Linked DNA regions of Mus musculus: regions 1, 2 and 4 are each linked to region 3. The links are chromatin contacts, called in public HiChIP or PLAC-seq maps. All regions are on one chromosome and are shown on one strand. The core of a region is the stretch at or near the end of the contact, and the rest is flanking DNA. Distances in the headings are between cores, read along the strand shown.

The links. HiChIP or PLAC-seq counts read pairs in DNA pulled down with a chosen protein or histone mark.
Region 1: a FOXA1 HiChIP or PLAC-seq map of pancreatic cancer cells shows a contact between it and region 3. The contact joins two enhancer-like sites. A contact is called at or near these places in 1 of 484 Hi-C or Micro-C datasets (nephron progenitors) and 1 of 115 datasets of contacts at active chromatin or transcription factors (pancreatic cancer cells).
Region 2: a contact with region 3 is called in a CTCF HiChIP or PLAC-seq map of the NIH/3T3 cell line, with 5 read pairs. The contact joins two enhancer-like sites. A contact is called at or near these places in 1 of 15 datasets of contacts at CTCF or cohesin (the NIH/3T3 cell line) and 1 of 484 Hi-C or Micro-C datasets (uterus).
Region 4: a contact with region 3 is called in a FOXA1 HiChIP or PLAC-seq map of pancreatic cancer cells. The contact joins two enhancer-like sites. A contact is called at or near these places in 1 of 484 Hi-C or Micro-C datasets (embryonic fibroblasts) and 1 of 115 datasets of contacts at active chromatin or transcription factors (pancreatic cancer cells).

Annotation. Positions count from the first base shown.
Region 1 is chr15:62,117,864-62,120,563 of GRCm38.p6, forward strand. All of the region lies in intron 1 of Pvt1 (Pvt1 oncogene), which reads left to right. Among named protein-coding and RNA genes, the nearest start is that of Pvt1, 81 kb to the left of the region's middle. Within about 2 kb of position 1,323, at least 64 of the 459 cell types and tissues checked have an H3K27ac peak or open chromatin away from gene starts, as enhancers often do. A contact at or near this core is called in pancreatic cancer cells, where this site is marked.
Region 2 is chr15:62,961,476-62,964,175 of GRCm38.p6, forward strand. No RefSeq gene overlaps it. Among named protein-coding and RNA genes, the nearest start is that of Gm30113, 8.6 kb to the left of the region's middle. Within about 2 kb of position 1,391, at least 11 of the 459 cell types and tissues checked have an H3K27ac peak or open chromatin away from gene starts, as enhancers often do. A contact at or near this core is called in the NIH/3T3 cell line, where this site is marked.
Region 3 is chr15:62,499,813-62,502,512 of GRCm38.p6, forward strand. No RefSeq gene overlaps it. Among named protein-coding and RNA genes, the nearest start is that of Gm41333, 170 kb to the right of the region's middle. Within about 2 kb of position 1,394, at least 61 of the 459 cell types and tissues checked have an H3K27ac peak or open chromatin away from gene starts, as enhancers often do. A contact at or near this core is called in the NIH/3T3 cell line, embryonic fibroblasts and pancreatic cancer cells, where this site is marked.
Region 4 is chr15:62,137,856-62,140,555 of GRCm38.p6, forward strand. All of the region lies in intron 1 of Pvt1 (Pvt1 oncogene), which reads left to right. Among named protein-coding and RNA genes, the nearest start is that of Pvt1, 100 kb to the left of the region's middle. Within about 2 kb of position 1,421, at least 73 of the 459 cell types and tissues checked have an H3K27ac peak or open chromatin away from gene starts, as enhancers often do. A contact at or near this core is called in embryonic fibroblasts and pancreatic cancer cells, where this site is marked.

The DNA.
Region 1 (2,700 bases), core at 73-2,572, 380 kb before region 3:
GGGAATTCAGGTGGGGCTGATCAGATTGGCCCCCCTCCGTGGTGTGATGAACCAGCGATAAACGGCTTAACTGACATATCTGATGCCCTCTGCTTCCCATGTAAGACTGAGGAAAGTGGCTTAGTTTTGTTGTCTGATGAAGCCAATGCCTTCCTGATGCTTCTGTGGGCTGATGTGAACCCGGTTCTCACATATATATCAAATGGCATGGTGTCTGGGTGGACACCAACGTCCAGGATTTTACATGTTCTACTTTATTGGACATTCCCAATGTGCCAGTGTTCGATTTAATTTTCCTAGCAGTTCCAAAGGTGAAAAAGCTGTATAATCGTCATCCTGCAAGTGTTGAAATGGAAGATGGGAGGGGTCCAGTCCCCAGCTAGCACGCACTCTAAGATGGGATCCCTTCCCTGGGGCTTCTGGACACACCTTTCTCCATCATCTGCTTGCTACCCAACAAGTGTCCACGTTTAGTCCGTAGGTGGCAGGTTGCTGCTTCCTGCAGATTCAGACATCAAGGGCCCTCAGAAGACACTCTGACTACCAGCAAGAGGCTGGATACCTGAAGCCTGTGGAAGTGACAGGGCCTTTTCTGTTTATAGTCACTGCTCTCCCGCAGTCTCTGGAAGTCATAAACCTAAGCCAGCCAGTGCTCAGGAGGATGACTGGAGGCTGTGCCTTTTTGTCTGCTAGGGGACAGTGAATGCAGGTGTGACAGGCAGGGCTGGTGGAAGAGGAAGCTTGCTCCTTGCTCTCTAGTTCAGACCGTTTTTCCTGGATTCCTAGCTGATTACATGGCGCCTCCAATGATCAGATTGAGGAGAGGAAGCCAGAAAGTTCTGGCATTTTCCTACTAAATCCTCACCAGTTTAAATCAGCACCCTGTCTAGTCCCCCCCCCCCCCCACCAACCCATCCCACTTGAGACAGGGTCTCAGGTACCACAGGCTAGCCTCAAACTTAATGGACAGCAGAGAATGACTCTAAGCTTCAGCCTCTATCTCCTGGTTGCTGTGATCACAAGTTTGCACCACATAGTCTGGTTTTATTAGGTGCTATGCATCGAATCCAGTTCTTCTGGATTTTGTACTGAGTTACTTCCCAGCCCAGAAGGACTTCTTTTGAATGATCACCTCAGCGATTCTACATGTGGGGTAGCCCAAGCCGCAGTCTTACTGAGGGTGTAAACAGAAGGGGAGGGGTGTGTGTGTGTGGGGGGAGAGTGATAGCTGAAGAAAGTACACATTCCACACCCAGCCCCTTCCTGACTCTGGTTCCCTGGAACTGCAAACAAGGAGCTGATTCACATGGCTGGCTCCGGGGCCCCCCTCGCTGGAGTTGAGAACCTGTGCCTTCCACTGACGGGGAGGAAATTCCATTTCAGTTATTCCGTGCTATGAGTTGCTCGGGGCATTCTCTATCTTGATTTTTAGGGCTGCGTCATCTTTTTGGAATTCGCACCCCCCTCCCAGTTTTCTTTCTTTGGGTGATATATCGAGGTGAAAGCTTAGTACAAATCTACAGGGCACAGTCATTCTCTGGCATCTAGGGCTTCATGTTTTTCGGAGGCTGGTCTGTTAGGGGCATGGATGCAATTGCCTTCTCCATCTTCCCACATCCATTTCTTAACCCTTCATGGGACTTCCGATGGGACACTCTATTTTGGAGGGCTGCAGTGTGTTACAACTCTTGGAAAGACTCCTTGAGGTGTAGTAGAAGAGGCCACCACCGTCAGTGTCCCAGTGAAGAAGTAAGGAACGCTGTCTCAGAGGTACACCAGCCTCATCACCAAAGCTGCCATCCAGCAGACTGTTCGGCTAGTTTCCTGACTCTTCCAGCTGATCCCCGTCTCCACCTGATCTTGGTTTCACACCTGCCACAGTGTCTGTAAATCCCCTTCTGGCTTCCTTGACAGACTCAGCTGCTCTGCCTCTCAGCTCACGGCCACTGTGTCCTTTTCTTTGAGGTGTCCTGTCTCTCCCATGAGACTGAACATTTCCGGGGAGAAGTGGTAGCTTTGGATCCACTGCCTATTCAGAGCCATTTATCTGGGGTGAGTTCATGTTTGCCAAAGAACTCTCCAGAGCCCTGTTTGACACTTTTAAGTGTATATGAGTGTGTACTAGACTACACAGGCCATCTCTTCCTTTTCTTCTTCCTCTCTGCGGCTGTTTCTGATCCAGAGTACCACTGAGGGAATAAGTGGCTGCTGCCCCTGTATTCATAGGATCATTCCCAAAAGTCCTACCTCCTGCTCCTCAAATTCAATGAAAAAGCAGCCATGTAGTTATGAAGGTATTTGCAGAGATGTGTGGGTGTGGGGCATGGGATGAAGGCAGAGTGAACCTAACCTGGCCATTTGTAGCTTGTGCTCTGGTAGCATAGGAGTCTAGATTCTTTATTCTCCAAGCTAATTTAGGAGATTGGTTCAAGGACCATGGAGGAGATGCAGGCACAAACAAGTTCAATATGTGCAGGGATCTCTGTGGGGTGAGGGACAGCTGATCACTGAAGCACTCAGTAGATGCACACAGGATGGGACCTTTCACTGTAGTTCTGAGCATGGAAGACATGTTTATAATCTGCCTTTGAGATTGAAGATCGATCTAACTCGTGCTCCATAGGAAATTCAAGGCCAGCTTGGATAAATTGACATCTAGGCTTAGGGGGAAAAAAACAATAGGAAGGAAGGAAGGAAGGA
Region 2 (2,700 bases), core at 141-2,640, 460 kb after region 3:
CTTAATAGACTCATGTCACCTGATAGCCAGAAGACAGAAGCAACTCCACCATATAAATGTAACCTCTAACCACACCATTCTTTCTACCTGGAGTAATCTGTACTTCATGGAGAGTCCACGAGAGAAACAGAAAGAGTCCTGTCTAGTCACCAGAGGATGGGCAGAATTCTTCCTTCTCTATCTACAAGAAAGTCAGGAAAGGCTTCTTATTGACTTTGAAGCAAAGAAAACACTGAAGTGGTAGATTTTGTTATTGTTTCCATATATACATAGACACACACACACACACATATACACATATGAGAATATATATATGTGTGTGTGTGTGTGTGTGTGTGTGTGTGCAGTTGTTTCCATATGTGTGCATGTGTCTGTGTATGTATACATGCATATACAAGGCAAATGTTGTATTTAATAGCAATTTATTCTTTTTGTTCTTTTTAAAAAGAAAACACATGTTCTTTTTTTTTTTAAGATTAATTGTATTTATATGACTACATTGTACCTGTCTTCAGACACACCAGAAGAGGGCATTGGATCCCATTACATTGTTTGTGAGCCACCATGTGGTTGCTGGGAATAGAACTCAGGACCTTTGGAAGAGCAGTTAGTGCTCTTAACTGCTGAGCCACCTCCTCAGCCTAGCCATTTATTCGTAAGCAAACAACTCACCATATTTGAATCTCAATTGCTTAGACATCAAATGAGGATGCATTGCTCAGGCTCCTGAGAATACATAACATAAATTGTTTTTAAAGCATTAAGTCTGATTGAACCCAAAGGCTTAACAAATGGCAATTCATTTTATTTTGCATATGAAGTGTTTGCCCTTGACTGAAGGAGATATATTTAAGTGAGCTCAACTGTTAAGTGGATTATTTCCTGTATTTTAAAGCCTCTTTAGTGTGGTCAAGATTGAGCTGGACACTAAGAATGTCTGTTCATGTTTGCCTTTTGGGACTTGGTAGTCTGAAAGGATATGGCCCCAGCTTCATACAGGATATGTTTGAAACAAATGGAAAACTGTATAATACAAAAATGCATTCCTTTAGGTTTATGGAACAGTGAAGTCAAATGAAGCAGAGGACATCTGAGGAAACTTTAGGGAGATGAAATCCACTGCCTACACAGAAGAGTGAGCTGGATGTCCATAGGTGGGAAGATGAAGAACAATGTGTATTTTTCATCAGATTTTTTCATTAAATGAAAAATTACTAGCAAAATAGCATTGTCTCACTTCCCATGTGGCTAAAGTCTTATTCATATTCTTATAAAAGAAAGCTGAAGTTTCCTGAGTGCTTCAAAAAGATAGCCGTATGCTACACCGCTTTTTTATGAATCAGCCGTTTCCAAACATGACTACATTACGTGTCTTTTAAAGACTTCTGCTATCACTCTCTGAAACCCCGGGAAAAGAATCTCTGTGGTTTTACATTCCTTTGCATTTACTCTAGAGGAAAACACACCATGAAAATTTCCATATGTTCATCTTCCCCTGTACATATTTATGTGAACAGTTTCCTTTTTAACAACTTTCAAAACATATGCTCTTTCCCAAGTTATTTCCCCTAAAAGTAATTCAGTGATGGCATGATTCATGGATTATGGGAACCATGAAAAGTTACTGAACCAGGTGTGACATTTGGACTCGTTAAAAGTCACTGTACCAGAACACATCAAATGGCAAGATTTGCCCCCCACCTTTGGGTGCTCACATCATTCCACTTTAGTCTGTGATGAAGCTGTTACAATTGAAGCAGGCTGCTAGTTTAAACAAGAGATCATCACGATAGTCATTTGTCATATAACATCCCTCAAAATGCTAAAGCTTGGCGTCTGAGTGAAAACGGATGGGAGACAGACAATAAATACAAATACTGAGAGTAGTAGATCATAATTTCCTACACTCAGCCCTGATTTCTACTGAATTGAAGTAAATAACACATGCATAGTTTAAGTTGTAAATATCCAGCCAAAGAATTTCCTAAAGATAAACCTCTGTTAATAACACCTCTTACTCTACAGCCAATTCCAGTTTTGAAATTAATATACACATTTGGTTAGTAGTTTGGATAATATTGAAGATCCATTTTATACTATTGCCATGATCTAGATCTGGCCTGAATATTTTCCAGAGATTCACGTAGCGAAGTTGGACTGCTATGGAAATTATAATAGATCGGGACTTCAGGTAGTTATTAAATCACTTCTTAAGGGATACCTGTTAGTCTCATATGGTGATTTCTCATAATTGCAAGTTGGGATAAAATCTTCACTCCTACATATGATCCGTTTTACACATACTCAATGTCCCTTTCAGAGTCTTCTTTATGTTGTGAAAAAAATCAATGTGCCCCTCACCAAAGCCCAGACAAATAAGGTAGATTGGTTATCTTAAACTTTTACCTCTGAAACCATAAATCAAATAAAATTACTTCATTTAGATTGAACTTACCAGAAGCATTGAACTTCTGGTATATTTTGTTATAGCAGCAGATACTTGACTAAATTGGGAACCATTAGTACAGTGTGTGGTTGTTGGAATAAAAATATTTAACAATACAGAAAAGGCTTTGGAACTAGAGAAGCAGGGCACAAACAACAAGCTGGAAGTGGTCTGTTCCATGGTATATGAGAGGCATTCTGAGGGATTCTGGTGATGGCTCAGAATAAAGGGTATATGGAAAGACCTAGATATTT
Region 3 (2,700 bases), core at 144-2,643:
GGTAGGAAAAGCCCCTCAAACAAAGCTTAGTTGTGCTCTGCAGCTCACACTCCATGCCTTTTCCAATTTCTCATTCTTCAGTGATTTATTTAATGGGTCTTTTTTTTTTCCTGGTAAGAGGGAGTCTCTCTCAAAGTTAACTTCCTCTATAGATGTGGCTCTTCTTATAAGAAGGCAGCTACTTTTTAAAGAACTACTCTCATGTCTATATGCTTTAAAATAACAAGCTCAAAATAATCCTACTGCTAAAGAGGCACATTTTCCAGTCTATAGTCTGGCCTTGTACAGTCATACCTTCAGTCATTGTTTTCTGGGTTCCATTAGGAGTGAAATGACCTAAAGTTTGGACTTCTTGGAGCATGATGCTGAGTAATGTAAGAAGTCTGTATATGTCTACTTTCCTTACCTGTACAGTCAGGATAATGGGGGCTTTTAATTAGCTAAGCACAGTAAGCACACACGTAGAATTCTAGCACCTGGAAGATAAAGGCAAGAGGATCAGGAGTTTGAGTATCACCTCTGTTGCACAGTGAATTTGACACCAACATGTGTTATGTAAGACTCTTAAAAACATTAAAAAAGGAAAAGAAAGAAAACCAGCTAAGATTTTACTCAGTCATAGTAGTACATTCTACTACATTATGGTTTATTTTAGAACACTTACTGTCAGTAAAGACCATGCATTGGAAACCAGTTAGAGATGGGAATGTAAACATGATGAGGGTGTATGTGCTTAGATCAAGGAGATGACAAAGACTTTGTTAGTGCTCCGCCAGTACAATATAAGAATGAAAGTAGGCTTGGAAGGAGGCAGAAGACAAAAGACCTGAGAGAGGCTAGGAAGTGCTTAGGTTCATAGGTCAACAACTATAGTAATTATTACTGGGATATGATCCTTCTAGAACCTTTGTCCTTAACCTGCCAAACACTAGTCACTACTAATGAGACTGTTTATCTTCAGATAGTGAAGCTTCCTAAGGCTTAAGTCTTACTTCAATCGTGTATTTGGTACCCAGCATGACAGCACAATAGGTGATCAAATAAATTCTTTGTGACTTGATTTTAACTTGCTTCTTCTAGCAATAGTATGTTAAGTCCTAAAGCAGTGAAAACTAATGAGTGAGTTCCTTCTTTGACCTTTCAGGGGTAGAAGCAAGCATGCTAACAGGGAGGAGATATAGTCTAGACTTGCCCATTTTAACCAAGTTGCTGGGTGCTTTTTGAGCATGCACAAGTTCACTAGGACCTGTTTATTGTCCTCTAAACGGTGTGCCAAATGCTGCATTCCTCTCTGCTTTGTCATGCATCTATGATTGCTAGTCACATGGTAACTAGTGACCATGCTCTCATCTTATGCAATAGCTCCCGGTGGACTCCTGGTCAGGGGATAAATGAGGCGATGCATTCCTGAGTTATGACTGGCCTGCTGGGTCCACTTGCAGGACACCTTGCTCATCTACACCGTACCCCCTCCCCCCCAGCTTCCTTAACAGGTTTCTCATTTCTCCCCATAAAGATCATGTTTCAGGTTTTATGTTGAAACTTTGACAGCCTCCTCTCCAGAGGTGACTTCAGAAACCTGATGAGAGCCCCATTAGGTTCAAAAGAACTGCTTACAAGCAGGGGCAGAAGGGCTTGGAGGGGTAGGGGAATGAAGTCTTCCTAAGTACTGGAGGCAGGCACAAAAATGGATGCTTTGCTTTAGAAGACAGGATGTGGCTTCATCATTACCAGCTGTTGTATGTTGGCACAAGCCCCTCTTCTCCATCATGTTACTTTCTTGTTCTAGAACATGGGAATAAAACATTTCCTCTTCAGGTTGCTAGGACAATATATCCAGGTGATGATTATAAAAGAAGCCCCAATAGGAAGCTTCTATACAAAGCCCCTATATTCAGCTCGCTCAGAATAGCTCATGCAGAGCTAAGATAGAGTTAAATAGAGCAAGAGACATTTTTTGGGGGGAAATGTTGATGGAGGATGAGAAGAAATAGAAGAAGCTTATCACGCTGTGAAGGGAGTGCTATCCCTAGAGAAGGCCATGAGGAAAGCAAGAGGAGTCCATTGAGCCACAAGCCATAGAACATTATTTCTTGGGTCTCTGCTAGGCAGGTGATAAAACACAGAATAATGATTCTGGTCAGAGTCCAGCTATAAAGGGACCCTTTGGTTTTAATATATATGTAGCCCGCAGGATCTAGGTGGAAATAGCCCACGAGTGTGAGTTTCACTCTGCGTGCTAGAAGAACTCTGATGACGGAACAGCTGGGGACTATGGGGTTCCTATGTTCCAGTCCTTAGGTTTTCTGCTGAGCAGACATCTTGATATGAACCTCTCTTTTTTTTCCCCTATCACTTTCTATGACCATGTTATGCAGCTAAAGATTTCTATCATACACTTTGTTAGTGCAGGTCTGGTGTAATAAAACTCTATAAATATGTTAGCATAAACTTGAAAATGTATTATTTTACAATTTTTGAAACTTGATCTTCAAGATAAGGTGTCTATAGGATTTTTTTTTTTAATGGGTAGACAATGCCCTTCTTTTGTTTTCTTATTGTCTTTCCTCTGGTGTTTGGCATAAGAGTAGTAGTTCACTTAGATCAGGACCCAGTTGACTTTGCTCAAACTTAATTACCTCCTGAAAGTCCTTATTTCAAAACATTGTCTCATTGTGGATTCAGCCTTGACTGTGTGAG
Region 4 (2,700 bases), core at 171-2,670, 360 kb before region 3:
GGAGCCATGCTTCGATAAAAAGGGCTGATATAGCAAGATCATGAGAGCTAAGGCAGGATGCTGGAATAGGGCCAGAAGGAAGGAGTCCGCAGAGATGTGGGGACGGGCTCCGAAACTGAAATCCAGATAGCTGTGAGCTTGAGCGGGAATTGACAGATGTCAGTTACACATCAGTGTCTGCCTTAGATTTTACCTTGAAGTAGACTTCTCCCAGGGTCCTTGAGGTGGGAAACTCATACACAGCACACAGGAGTGATGAGGCATGAGGTCAGGTTCTCTGCTAACATGACACAGGGACCAAATATTTTGTCCTGCACCTCCAACTTTCTAAAACTCTCTGAATTTTTTTTCCCTTTGATGAAACCTCAAACAAACCTGGCTTCAATTCTGATTTTTTTGTTTGTTTGTTTTTCTTTTCCTTCCTTCCTTCCTTCCTTCCTTCCTTCCTTCCTTCCTTCCTTCCTTCCTTCCCTCCTTCCCTCCCTCCCTCCCTCCCTCCCTCCCTCCCTCCCTACCTCCCTCCCTCCCTCCCTCCCTCTTTCTTTCTTTCTTTCTTTCTTTCTTTCTTTCTTTCTTTCTTTCTTTCTTTCTTTCTTTCTTTCTTTCTTTCTTTCTTTCTTTCTGAGACAGGGTTTCTTTGTGTAGCTCTGACTGTCCTGGAACTCCCTCTGTAGAGCAGGCTGGCCTCAAACTCAAGAGATGCACCTGCCCCTGCCTCCCCAGTGCTGGGATTAAAGGCGCACACAAGCACTGTGCGGCTTCAATGCTGATTCTTCAAAGTCCATGGAGGATTGAGTTCAGCCAGAGACCTGGCTTCAGCTTTTGAAAAGAAGGTGTATGTGTTTGCACATGTATGTGTGGGCGCTGCAAAGCTGGTCTGCACGTGCGGCCTTCCAGAGAATCCCTTTCTTTGCAGCTGATTCTCTCTCCTCTTCTGTACTATATCAAGGGCTGCATCCACTGAATTGATTCCGTTGGATTTGTAGAATCTGCTCAATGTGGTAAGGGGCCACTCTGGTTCATGCAGCAGGATTGCTGTGTTTCTGACTTCCTGTCTCTCTGTGCTTGCTGCTTGTGGGGCATTTCGAAGATGTCTCATTTCTGTGAGAAGGTGTGCTCATTTCGAAGATGTCTTGTGAACTCCAGCCATTTGTTTTCCTCTCCTACACTGCCAGGGACCCCTGGCCAGACTTTCCTGCAGCCTTAGGACCCTGTGTCTTTCTGCTTTACTTCTCTGTCTGTGATAGGGTGGCACCGTGTTTTTTCCTTAGGACCCAGATTGGCATGTATTGAAGGCATACTTTGTGCAGATGGAGACTGGTAGTCTGTCCTCAGAGCAGCAGCCTAACCAGTGTGTGGCTCAGCATGAAGACATGTGAGTCAGTTTCCTCCCTAGCATTGAGCCAGTGAGAATCCACACCCAGACCTCTGCCTGCCACCCTAATGCAGCTCTTGTTTACATAGGCCAGAGGTGCCCCTTCTCATGGGTCTGCCAATCCCCAAATACGGCCACAGCCAGAAAGTGAGAGGGTGCCCCTTATATAAGGCTCTGTGTGCTGGTCCCCAGACAATGCCGTTTCCTCGCCTGGCCATGTGTGACTGCATAACACCCCTTGACTCATTTCCTCTGGAAAACTCGGCAGGGCCACTTTGCCCTGCTTCCTGCTTCTGTCACACAGATTTCCTAGGAATACCACCTCCCTGTGCTGCTTCGGGTGTCTGAGATCTGAGTGGCAGGGAAGCTGCCTGAGGGTGCCCCTGAGCCGTCACGATGGGCATTCTAGAGAAAGAGAGGAGAGATGAGCAGCCTTGGTTCAGTTACCTTGAGAATTTCAATTGAGGAAAAGACAAATGCAAATGTTTCTCCCAAGCTTTGAGCTGGAAATTCTGGACTATTGTCTTTACGAGCTCTGTAAGGTTTAAAAGTCTTTAGATGCTTCCTGAAATTATGGGGACTCCCTTCTTGGGAGGGAGAATCTATTCTTGAGGGATGTGGGGAAAGTTAAAGTGATTTTCAATTCATTTTATGTTTCAGAGACCCTATCTCGTGTCACCTAGGCTGGCCTCAAACTCACTGTGTAGTCGAGGGATAACTGTGAAATGATCCTCCCTGCTTCGTATCCTGAGAGCTGGGATTTGTGGGCCTGCAACATACAGACTGCTGGCTTCGTGATGGTGGCTTGCCAGCTGCTCCCTGGAGAAGCAGTGCTGGGGTAGGACTGACTGACAGTCACTTCTGGGGCAGGCAGGGCTGGAGTTTTGTTCTGTTTGTGCTGCTGTTGCTTCTGCATATGCTGCATATGCTGGGATCCAACTGTCCCTATTTAAATTTTCTTTTCTTCATTTAAGTCTCCCCCACCCCCTCCCCAATAAGAAGGAAGTAAGCAGGGGTGCCTATTAGCTCGTTGATTGCATGGACAGCAGCACATTCACCTGTCTTCACTGTTCTTCTACAGGTTAATTTGATGCCTATTCAGAGAGGCCAGCTAGGTGTATCTCTGTCTGTCTGTCTCTGTGTCTGTCTGTCTGTCTGTCTGTGTATGCATGTGTACACATGTCAGTCTTTTCTATTCTAGATATTCTATTCTCTATTCTAGTTATTCTATATTTCAATTTTTCTATTCTAGATATTTCTAGACAGTATCTGTTGTGTGCTGAACCCCAAGGTAGGCATTTTCATTCATTTCTCAGTATGAATTC